Linked DNA regions of Pan troglodytes: regions 2 and 3 are each linked to region 1. Evidence: chromatin contacts called from public Hi-C data. All regions are on one chromosome and are shown on one strand. Each heading gives the region's core, a stretch centred on a gene start, on an enhancer-like site or on the middle of the called end of the contact. The rest is flanking DNA. Distances are from core to core; before and after follow the strand shown.

Evidence for each region. A called contact is a pair of places that touch in the nucleus more often than the background predicts.
Region 2: a contact with region 1 is called in a Hi-C map of stem cell-derived neural progenitor cells, with 4 times the contacts expected there. The contact joins the enhancer-like site here to the promoter of SETDB2 in region 1. A contact is called at or near these places in 1 of 7 Hi-C or Micro-C datasets (stem cell-derived neural progenitor cells) and 1 of 1 datasets of contacts at active chromatin or transcription factors (stem cell-derived excitatory neurons).
Region 3: a contact with region 1 is called in a Hi-C map of stem cell-derived neural progenitor cells, with 2.1 times the contacts expected there. The contact joins the promoter of RCBTB1 here to the promoter of SETDB2 in region 1. A contact is called at or near these places in 1 of 7 Hi-C or Micro-C datasets (stem cell-derived neural progenitor cells) and 1 of 1 datasets of contacts at active chromatin or transcription factors (stem cell-derived excitatory neurons).

The regions. Positions count from the first base shown.
Region 1 is chr14:55,037,446-55,041,150 of NHGRI_mPanTro3-v2.0_pri, reverse strand. SETDB2 (SET domain bifurcated histone lysine methyltransferase 2) reads right to left here and starts at 1,815. Exons shown (of 15, transcript XM_054664944.2): 1 at 1,639-1,815. It overlaps CAB39L (calcium binding protein 39 like), which reads left to right and starts at 1,651. Exons shown (of 11, transcript XM_001154198.5): 1 at 1,651-1,787.
Region 2 is chr14:55,199,602-55,203,306 of NHGRI_mPanTro3-v2.0_pri, reverse strand. No RefSeq gene overlaps it. Among named protein-coding and RNA genes, the nearest start is that of RCBTB1, 19 kb to the right of the region's middle. Within about 2 kb of position 1,921, at least 3 of the 24 cell types and tissues checked have an H3K27ac peak or open chromatin away from gene starts, as enhancers often do. A contact at or near this core is called in stem cell-derived neural progenitor cells, where this site is marked.
Region 3 is chr14:55,180,744-55,184,448 of NHGRI_mPanTro3-v2.0_pri, reverse strand. It overlaps RCBTB1 (RCC1 and BTB domain containing protein 1), which reads left to right and starts at 1,804. Exons shown (of 13, transcript XM_063792549.1): 1 at 1,804-2,055.

The DNA.
Region 1 (3,705 bases), core at 566-3,065:
TTAGTGGAGACGGGGTTTCACCATGTTGGCCAGGCTGGTCTTGAACTCCTGACCTCAAGTGATCCGCCCGCCTCAGCCTCCCAAAATGTGAGGATTACAGGTGTGAGCCACCGCGCCCGGCCCATAGCTTTGTTTTTAAGCAGCTCTCACCAGCGTTCACACCTGAAAATTTGAAAACAACTGAACGTGCACAAGTAAAACATGTTTCCTGGAGAAAATCTGCAAAATACAATAAAGCATAAAGGAGAAAATTTAAACACCATCCCATCATCCAGAGACAACTGGTGTTAATATTTCAGAGAGTAAATGGGCTTAAAAAACTTTTTTCCCCTTCTCACTTTTTCATTTTGGTAGAAAAATAATTAAGCCAGTCTGCTTTGCTTCAATGTATGGTTCCTTTTCGTTTCTAAAAACAGGCTTTAAAAACACGTTTACCATTTCCTCTCGGCTCCTTACGTTTTAATTGTAACGACAGAACCACGGGTTAAGTCACGCTTAAGAACCACGGGTTAGTCACGCTTCTAACTACTTCACGTGTTCTTATTTAATCCCCCTAACAGTCATGTGGGTTAAATTAGCAGCTCGTTTGCTGATGAGGAAGCTAAGGCATGTCATACCGTAAGTGGCAGACACAAAATAAGGAACCAGGCAGCATGGTTTCAGAGCCTATGCTTTGGTTACTCCATTTGACCTCTTCAAATTTACTCCTCTCCTTGGCCTCATGTGTTAGTATTTACAGAGCTCACTGCAGGTTTCCACATGCCAAAGAGCACAGTTAATTACACATCTTTCCTTACTTAATTACTTATTGGGCTGTGGCTGATAGCGAGTCAGAAGTGTTACTATCTAATCTGAACTCCGTGATCTTGGATGAATGACTGAACTTGCTGTATTTAAGGGCTCGTGTAATCTTACCTGTGAAATGGGCTAGTGGTTTAACCTTCAAGTTCTGCTTCTGGGTTTTATACTGCTGTCCATTTCCTGCCGCCCCTTTGACAGCCTCAGGTTCCCAGCAGCTTGGGAATCACCTCTCATTAAGGCTGCACCCTGAGACAGACAGGCTGAAATGGAGGTTGGAAACTCAGTGCGCCCGCGGCCCCTTCTGCAGCCAGGACTGCACTTGGGTGCCAGGAGAAGGGAGGCTGCAAGGGCTGGGGTCCAGCCCCTGCTCGGGCGGCCGAGGGCTCCGCGGCGTTTTCAGCTCCTCCGACCTCCCGGCTAGAGGAACTGTCGGGGGCCAGCCACGGCGGTGCCTTGGTTTCACCTGGCTCCGCTGCGTTTTCTATGCCGCCCGCCTGACCTGAGGAGTGAGCTCCGCCAGCTCCGTTGGCAAGGCTGGGTTCCTCCGCGGGTGGGGCTCTCCTCCGACGCCAAGCCGCCCAAACCTCCCGAGCGCAGGTGCCCTCTGGCCGGGAAGTACTTCACCATTTACTAGCCTTCATCTCAACCACAACAGTCCCGCCCCGCCTCTACCGGGGATGAGGGAAGGCGTAACCTCCGCCGGGGACCAGGCCGACCTACCTAAACCGATCACTACATGGGAGGAGTCGGACGCCGGCCGTCCCACCACCCAGCCGGGAGCCCATTGATTGGTCGCACTCCCTACTGGTTCACGCCTCAGAGACTCGGCTCACTTACCGCTGGCACCGCAGTGGCGCCCGAACGCGCCGCCTCCCGATTGACTGCTAGCGCTCTCGGCTTGTCTCGCGCACTCTAGCTGAGCCAATGGAGTTACTCGTAGTCGAGAGGCCGGCATCACTGGAGTGGTGGCGCAGCTGTTTCCTCCGGTAGGTGTGGGGCTGCCATCTTGTGTGTGGCTGGGACTGGGCTTCTTGGGGGTTGAAAACTTACATGGCCGTAGTGGAGGGGTCCGGAGAGAACATTGGGGTAAAGGAGAGGCTTAAGGGAGGAGACCCAGCGCCTTCCCACTTGCGGAAAGGATGGGTTTCCTGGGCCTGAGTCTCATCCCTGGCTAGAGAGAGCGAGGAATGGTGGTGGTGGTGGTGGTGATGGTTGTGGTAGTGGTAATAGTAGGGATCCCAGGTTTTGGTTTGTTGATCATTGTGGGGGCTGGGCGGGGTCTTTGATGCCTTAACATTGGTTCCGGGGAGCTCTTTTAGTAATCTTTGTCTCGCAAAGATTCTGACCATGAACCCCCTTTGACAAAGGAGGCTAGCTGATGAACTGCCTGATTGAGAAAGGAGCAAAGCTAGTAGTGGAAGGGGAGTGCCTCTCTACTATCCTCAGGTTCAGAAGAGACCTCCTCTTCCGTCCTTTTCGAGGGAGCGGCTGCTAAACAGTTTGCTCTTCGCGGGGGTTACTTTACTAAGGCCATCCTTTGGTAATAGTGGGCGTCAAGTTCTGCGTTTGGGCAAAATTGTACATTAGCGGGCAGCCAAGCATTCCTGCAGCTGTCTTTTTTTTTTTTCTTTATTTTAAGCTAGAAAGTGGTGGTCTTGCAGAAACGGGGCGTGAAGGAAGAATTTTGTCAAATCTTGATTTCCCCGATAATGATATGTTGAAGATTATAAATCTCTGGGTCTGCCATGACATGCTTGGTCACTTCATGGAGCAGGAGGAGGCTTTGTTAGGGAAAGCACCTTAATTTCTGAGCTCTTTTTGGGGTAGGAGGAAGAAGACAGGACTTAACCTTGTTTCCCTCCTCCTTTTTTTTTTTTTTTTTTAGCATTGTTGTGGATGGCATTGCATTGTCTTTCATTTGAGGGGAAAATGTATTGGATCTGAAGACCAAGCTGATGAAAGGCTAATATTTTGTGGTAGATTTTAGCAGTTTGACTTGCATGAAAAGAAAGCCGATGTATTATTGCCTTCAGCTTAGATTTCAGTTATTCAAGATTAACTGATGAACAACCTAATCAACAATACATGATAAAGACATCTCGCATCAGGAATACCAAAAAACAAAACAAACAGCAAAATAATTGATGTTTGTTTGTTTTTTTTGAGGTGGAGTCTCTTGTCGCCTATGCTGGAGTGCAATGGTGCAATCTCGGCTCACTGCAACTCTGCCTCCCTGGTTCAAGCGATTCTCCTGCCTCAGCCTCCTGAGTAGCTGGGACTACAGACACCGGCCACCACGCCCAGCTAATTTTTGTATTTTTAGTAGAGATGGGGTTTCACCATGTTGGCCAGGCTGGTCTTGAACTCCTGACTTTAGATGATCTGCCCACCTCCACCTCCCAAAGTGCTGGGATTACAGGTGTGAGCCACCGCACTGGGCCTAATTGATGAATTTGAAATTAATTTTGGGCAGGGATCCATGGCTTAATGTCTGTAAATCCCAGTGCTTTAGGAGTCTAAGGAGGGAGGATTCCTTAAGGCCAGGGGTTCGAGACCAGCCTGAAGAACAGCGAGACCCATGTCTCTACAAAAAAAGCCAAAAAATAGTTGGGTGTGGTGGCATGTGCCTGTAGTCCTAGCTACTGAGGAGGCGGAGATGCGAGTTTTAGGCTGCAGGGAGCCAACCACTGCACTCAGCCTGGGCTACTGTAGAGTGAGATCCCAACTCAAAATAAATATAAAACAAATTTTTAATTCCTTTTTTTATTGCAGAACCTTATAAAACCTAAGTTGCAAGAATTCAGGTATCAATAAAGTGGTGTTGATTTGGTAGCTAAAGTACGTTTAAGGAAAAGTTATCAAGATCAGCTAAAAGATCCTGGGTAAGAAACATCAATAACAGTA
Region 2 (3,705 bases), core at 672-3,171, 160 kb before region 1:
AAGGAAGGCTGATTTGTAACACATAGGCCAAAGAGAAGAAGGAACAAGAACCAGAGATGTGTCCCAGTCTCTAGAGCTGGGCTGAGTCAGGCCATCTGCACCTGACCTTTCTAGAACAAGGAGTGATGAGGCTTCTAGGGAAGCTATCACTGGGCCCATCATATCTGGTTACATGGTGATCAGAATGGAGATGATAAATGCTCTAAATGGAAGGCACAGCATGTCCTAAAAGATGAAAGGTTTACATAATATAGGCTTATTCATATACTTTTGGCCCCTGGGAACCACAGCCTTGGGACATATATACCCATGCTTGCAAAAATATAGAAGCTGGGGAGGTGAGAAGGTAGTGAAAAAGCTGGAGTGTGAAGAAGTTTGGGTTTCCATAGACACCCCCTCTTTTCAAACCTTTTTTCAATTTAACCACAGTCACTGGATTAAATGAATCAATTTAGTTAGGTGGAAATAACAAGTTTATATATCAGTGTAAAAAAGGAACATAAAGAAAAGGATGATGTGGGGTTTTTTTTTCACCCTCAAGTAAATACAATTTTTCCCTTTTAATTGCTTTCTACAGTGAAATCAGGTGAGTTATAGTTGACATTTTACATGTAATAGATATTTCAGAGTTTGCAGTGGTAGAAAAAGAAAGAAGTAGTAACAGGACCAAAGAAAAAAAGGAACATTTAATAACTGTATCAGAATATGAGTACTGCTGCCTCCACCCACCAATCATTAGAAGCAAGTGTTAGAAGCAGCAGCTATACCAAGGCCAGGCACAGTGGCTTATGCCTGTAATCCCAGCTCTTTGGGAGGCTGAGGTGGGCAGATCTCTTGAGGCCAAGAGTTCAACACCAACCTGGCCAACATGGTAAAACCCCTCTATTAAAAATACAAAATTAGCCAGGCATGGTGGCACACACCTGTAATCTCAGCTACTCGGGAGGGTGAGGCAGGAGAATTGCTTGAACCTGGGAGGTGGTCAGGAGGCTGAGGTGGGAGAATTGCTTGAACCCAGGAGGTGGAGGTTGCAGTGAGCTGAGATTGCACCACTGCACTCCTGGCTGGGCAACAGAGTGAGACTTCGTCTTAAAAAATAAATGAATAAATACATAAAAATAGACGCAGCAGCAATACCAGACTTCCTCTTAGCCACCTGCTAGACCTATAGTCTTGCAAACAACTTCCGATGTCATTCCTGTCTTGATAAATGTAGAGAGAGTTCTGGGAAACGTCAGCCTGGCATGCTAGAACATAGTGAGCTTATACGGTGTTAAAACTCTAGGAAACTGTTAAGTTCTGACTCTCCTTCCATGAGGGTTTTTCATCCATTTTTGGCAGTCCTTCACACTACCTGTTTCCATTCCAAGGAATTCTGCCTCTTATTTTTTTATTTTTTATAGCGACAAGGTCTCACCCTGTTGCCCAGGCTGGTCTCAAATTCCTGGGCTCAAGCAATCCTCCCACCTCACCTTCCCAAAGCACTGTGATTACAGGCATGACCCACCACACCTGGCCGGAATTCTGCCTTCTAATCTGGTTCATTGACCAACTTTTGAGTGAACTGAGATAAATCCTACAAATTGCTGAGTTTGTTTCCATGTTTGTGATGCACTGAAGTAGTCCTCTTGTGAATGTGCCTGGATCATATTATAAATGTTGTGGTCACTCCTGTAGCCAGTTTGGAAATATTGCAATAATTTCAGAATTGAAGAAATGTATCTTGAAATTAAAAACTACTTAAACTTATAGAATACACCTGGGTATTAATTTCTTATTAGACAGCATTAAATCTAGATTGGTTAGTAAGTGAACCAGAGGCAACAAAGTAAATGAGAATGAACCTTTAACTGATGCTAGGTTTGGGCCCGTGCCACATGGTGGCAGGCTTGCTCTGTGAAGTACTTCCTCTTCAGGACCAACAAACAATAGTGTTCCTAAACGCCATAAAGCTTTCCTCCAAGCCGTGACTCAGGGACCAAGGCTCCTTTCATTCTGTGGCCCCGCCATCTTCAACAAGCGGTTTCCAGGGTCTTTGCAGAAGGAGAAAGAACAAGAAGGACCACCGTGGGAGATCTGTGTGTGATCCCAGGAAAACAAACTTCATCAAGAAACAAGTTTCTGCTTTTCTTTTCTTTTCTTTTCTTTTTTTTTGACAGAGTCTCTGTAGCCCAGGCTGGAGTGCAGTGGTGCGATATCGGCTCACTACAACCTCCATCTCCTGGGCTCAAGCAATTCTCGTGCCTCAGCCTCCCGAGCAGCTGGGATTACAGGCATGCACCACCAAACCCAGCTAATTTTTGTATTTTAACTAGAGATGGGTTTTCGCCATGTTAGCCAGGCTGGTCTCGAACTCCTGACTTCAGGCGATCTGCCCTCCTCAGCCTCCCAAAATGCTGGGATTACAGGTGTGAGCCACTGCGCCCTTCAAGAAACAAGTTTTAATGCTAGTATTTAACTACATTAAATCACATTAAACTACATGGTTTAGGAAATTAATTTTTAGAAAGAATAACATAAGTTATTAAGTTGTGAAGATTGTATTTTCTTTTTTTTTATTTTTATTTTTGAGACAGAGTCTTGCTCTGTCCCCCAGGCTGGAGTGCAGTGGTGTGATCTCGGCTCACTGAAGCCTCTACCTCCTGGTTTCAAGTGATTTTCCTGTCTCAGCCTCCCGAGTAGCTGGTATTACAGGAGCCCACCACCACGCCTGGCTAATTTTTTTTTTTTGAGACGGAGTTTCACTCTTGTTGCCCAGGCTGGAGTGCAATGGCATGATCTTGGCTCACTGCAACCTCCGCCTCCCAGGTTCAAGTGATTCTCCTGCCTCAGCCTCCCAAGTAGCCGGGATTACAGGCATGTGCCACCACACCTGGCTAATTTTTTTTTTGTATTTTTAGTAGAGACGGGGTTTCTCCATGTTGGCCAGGCCGGTCTTGAACTCCTGACCTCAGGTGATCCACCTGCCTTGACCTTCCAAAGTGCTGGGATTACAGGTGTGAGCCACCGTGCCTGGCCTAATTTTTGTATTTTTAGTAGAGACGGGGTTTCACCATATTGGCCAGGCTGGTCTTGAACTCCTGACCTCAAGTGGTCCGCCCACCTCGGCCTCTCAAAGTGCTGGGATTACAGGCCCACTGCGCTCGGCCAAGATTGCGTTCTCTTTAAAAAATGTTACTTTACATCATATGGTACATAGGCAGCAATGATTTAACCTTCAGTAGAACATTCCGCCTCTAAATCTCAGTATCATCTTCTCCAAAATGATGGGTTTGTATTTACTTAAAGTTCCATAATTATCATACCCCTCTTACAACTAAAAAAGGCTTAAATATTCTTCTTCAGTAAAAGGAATATCAGTCATGTTACAGTAGCTTTTTAAAGAATATGGTTTCTGGAGTTGGACTGCCTAGGTTTGAGTTTGAGTTCTGCCATTTATTAACTGTGAGGTATTAGGTATGGTACTCAGCCTATCAAAATTTCAGTTTCTTTCCAGGCATGGTGGCTCACACCTGTAATCTCAGCACTTTGGGAGACCCAGGTGGGCAGATGGTTTGAGCTTAGGAGTTAGAGACCAGCCTATGCAACATGGTGAAACTCCGTCTTTACAAAAAATAAAAAAATTAGCTAGGCACAGTGGCATGCACTTATAGTCCTAGCTACCAGGGAAGCTGAGATAGGAGGATTGCTGAAGCCTGGGAGGTC
Region 3 (3,705 bases), core at 555-3,054, 140 kb before region 1:
GGGATTACAGGCACGTGCCACCACAGCTGGCTAATTTTTGTATTTCTAGTAGAGACAGGGTTTTCCAAAGTTGGCCAGGCTGGTCTTGAACTCTTGACCTCAAGTGATTTGCCTGCCTTGGCCTGGGATTACAGGTGTGAGCCACTGCACCTACCTGTTTGTTTTTTCCTAAACAAATAGTACTGTTTCATGTGTCACTACTTTTGAACACATTGCTCTCTCCTGGAATGTCTTTTTCTTTCTTCTTATCTACTTCCTGTCCAACTGACCTTCTCATGAAGTTTCTCCCTGACTCCCTGATTTGTGGTCCCTGGTTTGTGTTCACTTAGCACCTTGTATCATAATACTTTTCACCCTGTACTGGAATAATGAACCAGACTACACATTCCTTATCAGCAACCATGTCTCATTCAGCTTTTAATCCTCCAAGATGCTCCAAGTATGGCATCTGACACATAAGCAGTGAGGGCTCAGGACATATTTGATTACTCACACCCCATGCCCTCGTTTTTCTCTCAGACATGTTTACACAAGTTCTTTTGATCGGGTTGCAACCAAAAGAAACTGATTTTAATTTCTTTGAGCAAAACAGGCCTCTTCTAGTAAATTCACTCAACTGCCACTACTTTGGGCAAGCCACTTCATTCAGTGAGTATTAAGGGTCTATCACATGCCAGGCGCTGTTCTAAACCCAGAAGAATCCTGTTTCAAAGAGTTTATAATCTAAGGGAGAAGACAGCAATAGACAATTCACCTTTTACAGCAAATGCGCAGTCTATTTCTGGGCAGTGTGAGGTGTATCAGAATATATATAGTATTCTGGAAATCAGGGAAGTTGCAGCTGACACTGTCTCGATGAACTTCAATTGCTAAAAAATCAGGGAAGAGGATGCTGGGAAGACAAGAGTAGGCGGTATTTGACCTGGATTTTGAAAGATGAGTAGGAAACTGATGTGTACTTTGGAGGCTGTTGAAGAAAACCAGAGCCAAACAGTAGTTGAAGTGGTAAAAACATTTTATTCAGGAACTAGTGCAACAGGAGCGAGACCTCAGAATAGATACAGAACTAAGCTCAATTCTCTTATTGCATTAGTTTCTTAATACCTTTTTTTTTTTTTAATCATTGGCCCTGGTTTTCTTTAAGTGGGGGAGGTGGTGATTCAGGACATTTCAGATACAGACAAAAGAATGAACAAAGCAAAAAGGAGTAAAGAAACTTAGAGAAAAAGTAAATAATCCAAAGAAAGTTGAGTAGTCAAGGAAAACAAATTATTTGTAGCCAGAGCCTCGAGTAATGTTGGGGAAGTGGCAAGAGATGAGGGACGGTAGGACTTTTTTAATAATTCAAGTTACCAAAAGTGAAGTTATCTGGTGATATTTAGAAAATGAAATGTTTTTCTGTTTATTCCTAGGAGCTCAAATGGGAAAGGTAAGTGAACAAGTGGCTGGAATGCTATGCCAACAAGTTTGGATTTTATCCTGCAGCGCCAACTGGGAGTTCTCCGAGAGCTGTATGGTATTTTACAAAGGGACTGTAGTCTTTATAGGTGATAGGCTGGAGCACCTCGTAGCAGTCCCTCTCCTGGCCTCAGTTTACTCGCTGGTAACACGAATCCGGTTGGACCAGATGCCCTCTTAGGTCCGGTCTAACCTCTATGGCATGCTTCCGAGGTACCTCTGCCTCTTTCCAATACCAGGACCTGTGCCTCATCTCGTCCTTCCTTCATACCTTTGTCCAGCTGCCACCTTCCCTAGTCCCTGGCCTGCCTCAGGTACTTTCAATCAGGAAGTGAGGGGCGGGGAGGGAGGGAGGCGCGTCTCCAGTAAAAACAAACTAGTCCCAGCTCCGCTGCCTTTCCTCCCAGGCAGCACCACCTGGGTGGTGCCCCGGGGCCAGACGCGCTCTAGAGTGGGCAGGGAGCCAAGTTTCTCGGTCGCTTTTCCGTCCTAGGTCTCTGCGGTAGTAGGCCGACCCTCCCCACAGCCAAGCCATCTCGGGGAGCAGAGCAGGAGCCCGTGCCTCGCGCGTTCCTGGTTCCTCAGACACAAAAGCCTGTAAGTCCCGGCAGCAGCCACCGGATTTCATGGGGACATTCCAGTGGCAGGGCCTCGGGGCGGGCCTCAGACGGCCAATAGGCTTCTAAAGAAGTCGGGTTCTAGGGCCCGAAGAGCAGGGTTTCGGCCGGGGCCGGGGCCGGGGCGGTGCGGGATGCTCGGCTGGGTAGCGTCCCGGGCGCGCGCTGCACCGGGTCACGTGAGGCGGCCGGGGCCACGTGACCCGGCGGGCCCGGCGCTCTGGCGCTCCTCTTCTTCGCTGCCTGTGGGCACCGCCGCTCGCTCGCACTTCTGCGCCCATCGGAGCTTCGGAGATCCCTGCGGTCCCGCGGGACGGCGCGGCAGCAGCTAACCTCGCAGGTAGCGTGTGGGCGCGGGGTCGAGCTCGCGGAGGCCTCTTCCCCCTCGGCCCTGCCCCTGCTTCCCTTCCCCGCAGGCCGGGCCGGGTGTGCCCAGTTACTCCTGTACCTCCCGCCTCCCTCGCTCGGGCTCCCGGGCAGTCCCTGCGGGCGCTGCGTCCGGGGCGAGGGATGGGGTCCCCGGCCCGGCCCCGCCAGCACCTCAGCTAATGTGCTCTCCTGCGAGGAGGAGGGAAGGATGGGGAGAGGCGAGGGAAAGTTTTCCCTGCCTCCCTCTCTTTTTTGAGGTGCACGGACTCGATTTTGCTCGTAGCTGAAGTCTGACTGCTGTGGGTGCCGTTTTACTGAGAGATCTCCCCTCCGACTCTTCCTGCTCTCTCTCCTTTCCAAGATCTTAGCATCTCTCCTTCGTCTCCTGAGAGTAGTGCTGTCACAAACCGTATTCTTTATCGTTTCCCTTTCCGACACAGAATCCACAAAGGCAGGGATTTTGTTAGTGAGGACCTTTATCCAGGCGTGCGGTGAACTCTAAATAAGTGACGTTTCCCTTGTCTGCCTCTGATAAAGTACCTACCTGCTCGGTTTAAGATGACTATCGAGCACGCTGTGTTCTGCTCGCATAAGTGGCCTTTTGTTTTTATTTATTTGCATGTAAGACACTTTCAAGCCATCTGCGGAACTCTGCAGCTGGGGATTACAATTTTATAAAGCAGTCTTGTAATAATGCTTTTAGAAAACCAGATTCATGATCCTCCTTGCTTTTGCCCTATTCTTTTTTTGGGAGGACTAAAAGCCCTTAGAGGACAAAAACTGAGTTTCTGAAACTGGTGTGTATTGTGGGCTAATAACATTAAAACATCAAAGTATATAATGCCGGAAGGAATGGAAAAATGATTGAATCCTGAGGGCAGTTTATAGGTGCTTTAAACTTTAGAGTACTCATTTCAAGTGAGCACTGGGTGAATTTCACCCGTTTAAACTGCTTTCAGGGTCGAGGATGTAACTGTATATTTGGATTCTATTAATATAACAGTTCATCTGTGGGATGGACTTTAATCCATTTAATCCATTGTGTGAATATCAGTCTATTTATTAATACTCTAGACGGGTCCTTTTTCTTCTACCCGCTAGTCTGTTTCTCTTGAAGAGGAAGCATATTCATCTTTAAAGAGAATTTTTGCAAGTGATTTTTTTAAGTGTGTGATCCAAATGATAAAGTTCTGTGAACTTCAGAAAACAAGTAGCCATAAAAACCCAAAGCTGTCAAGCTTGTAGCTTTTAAAAAATTATT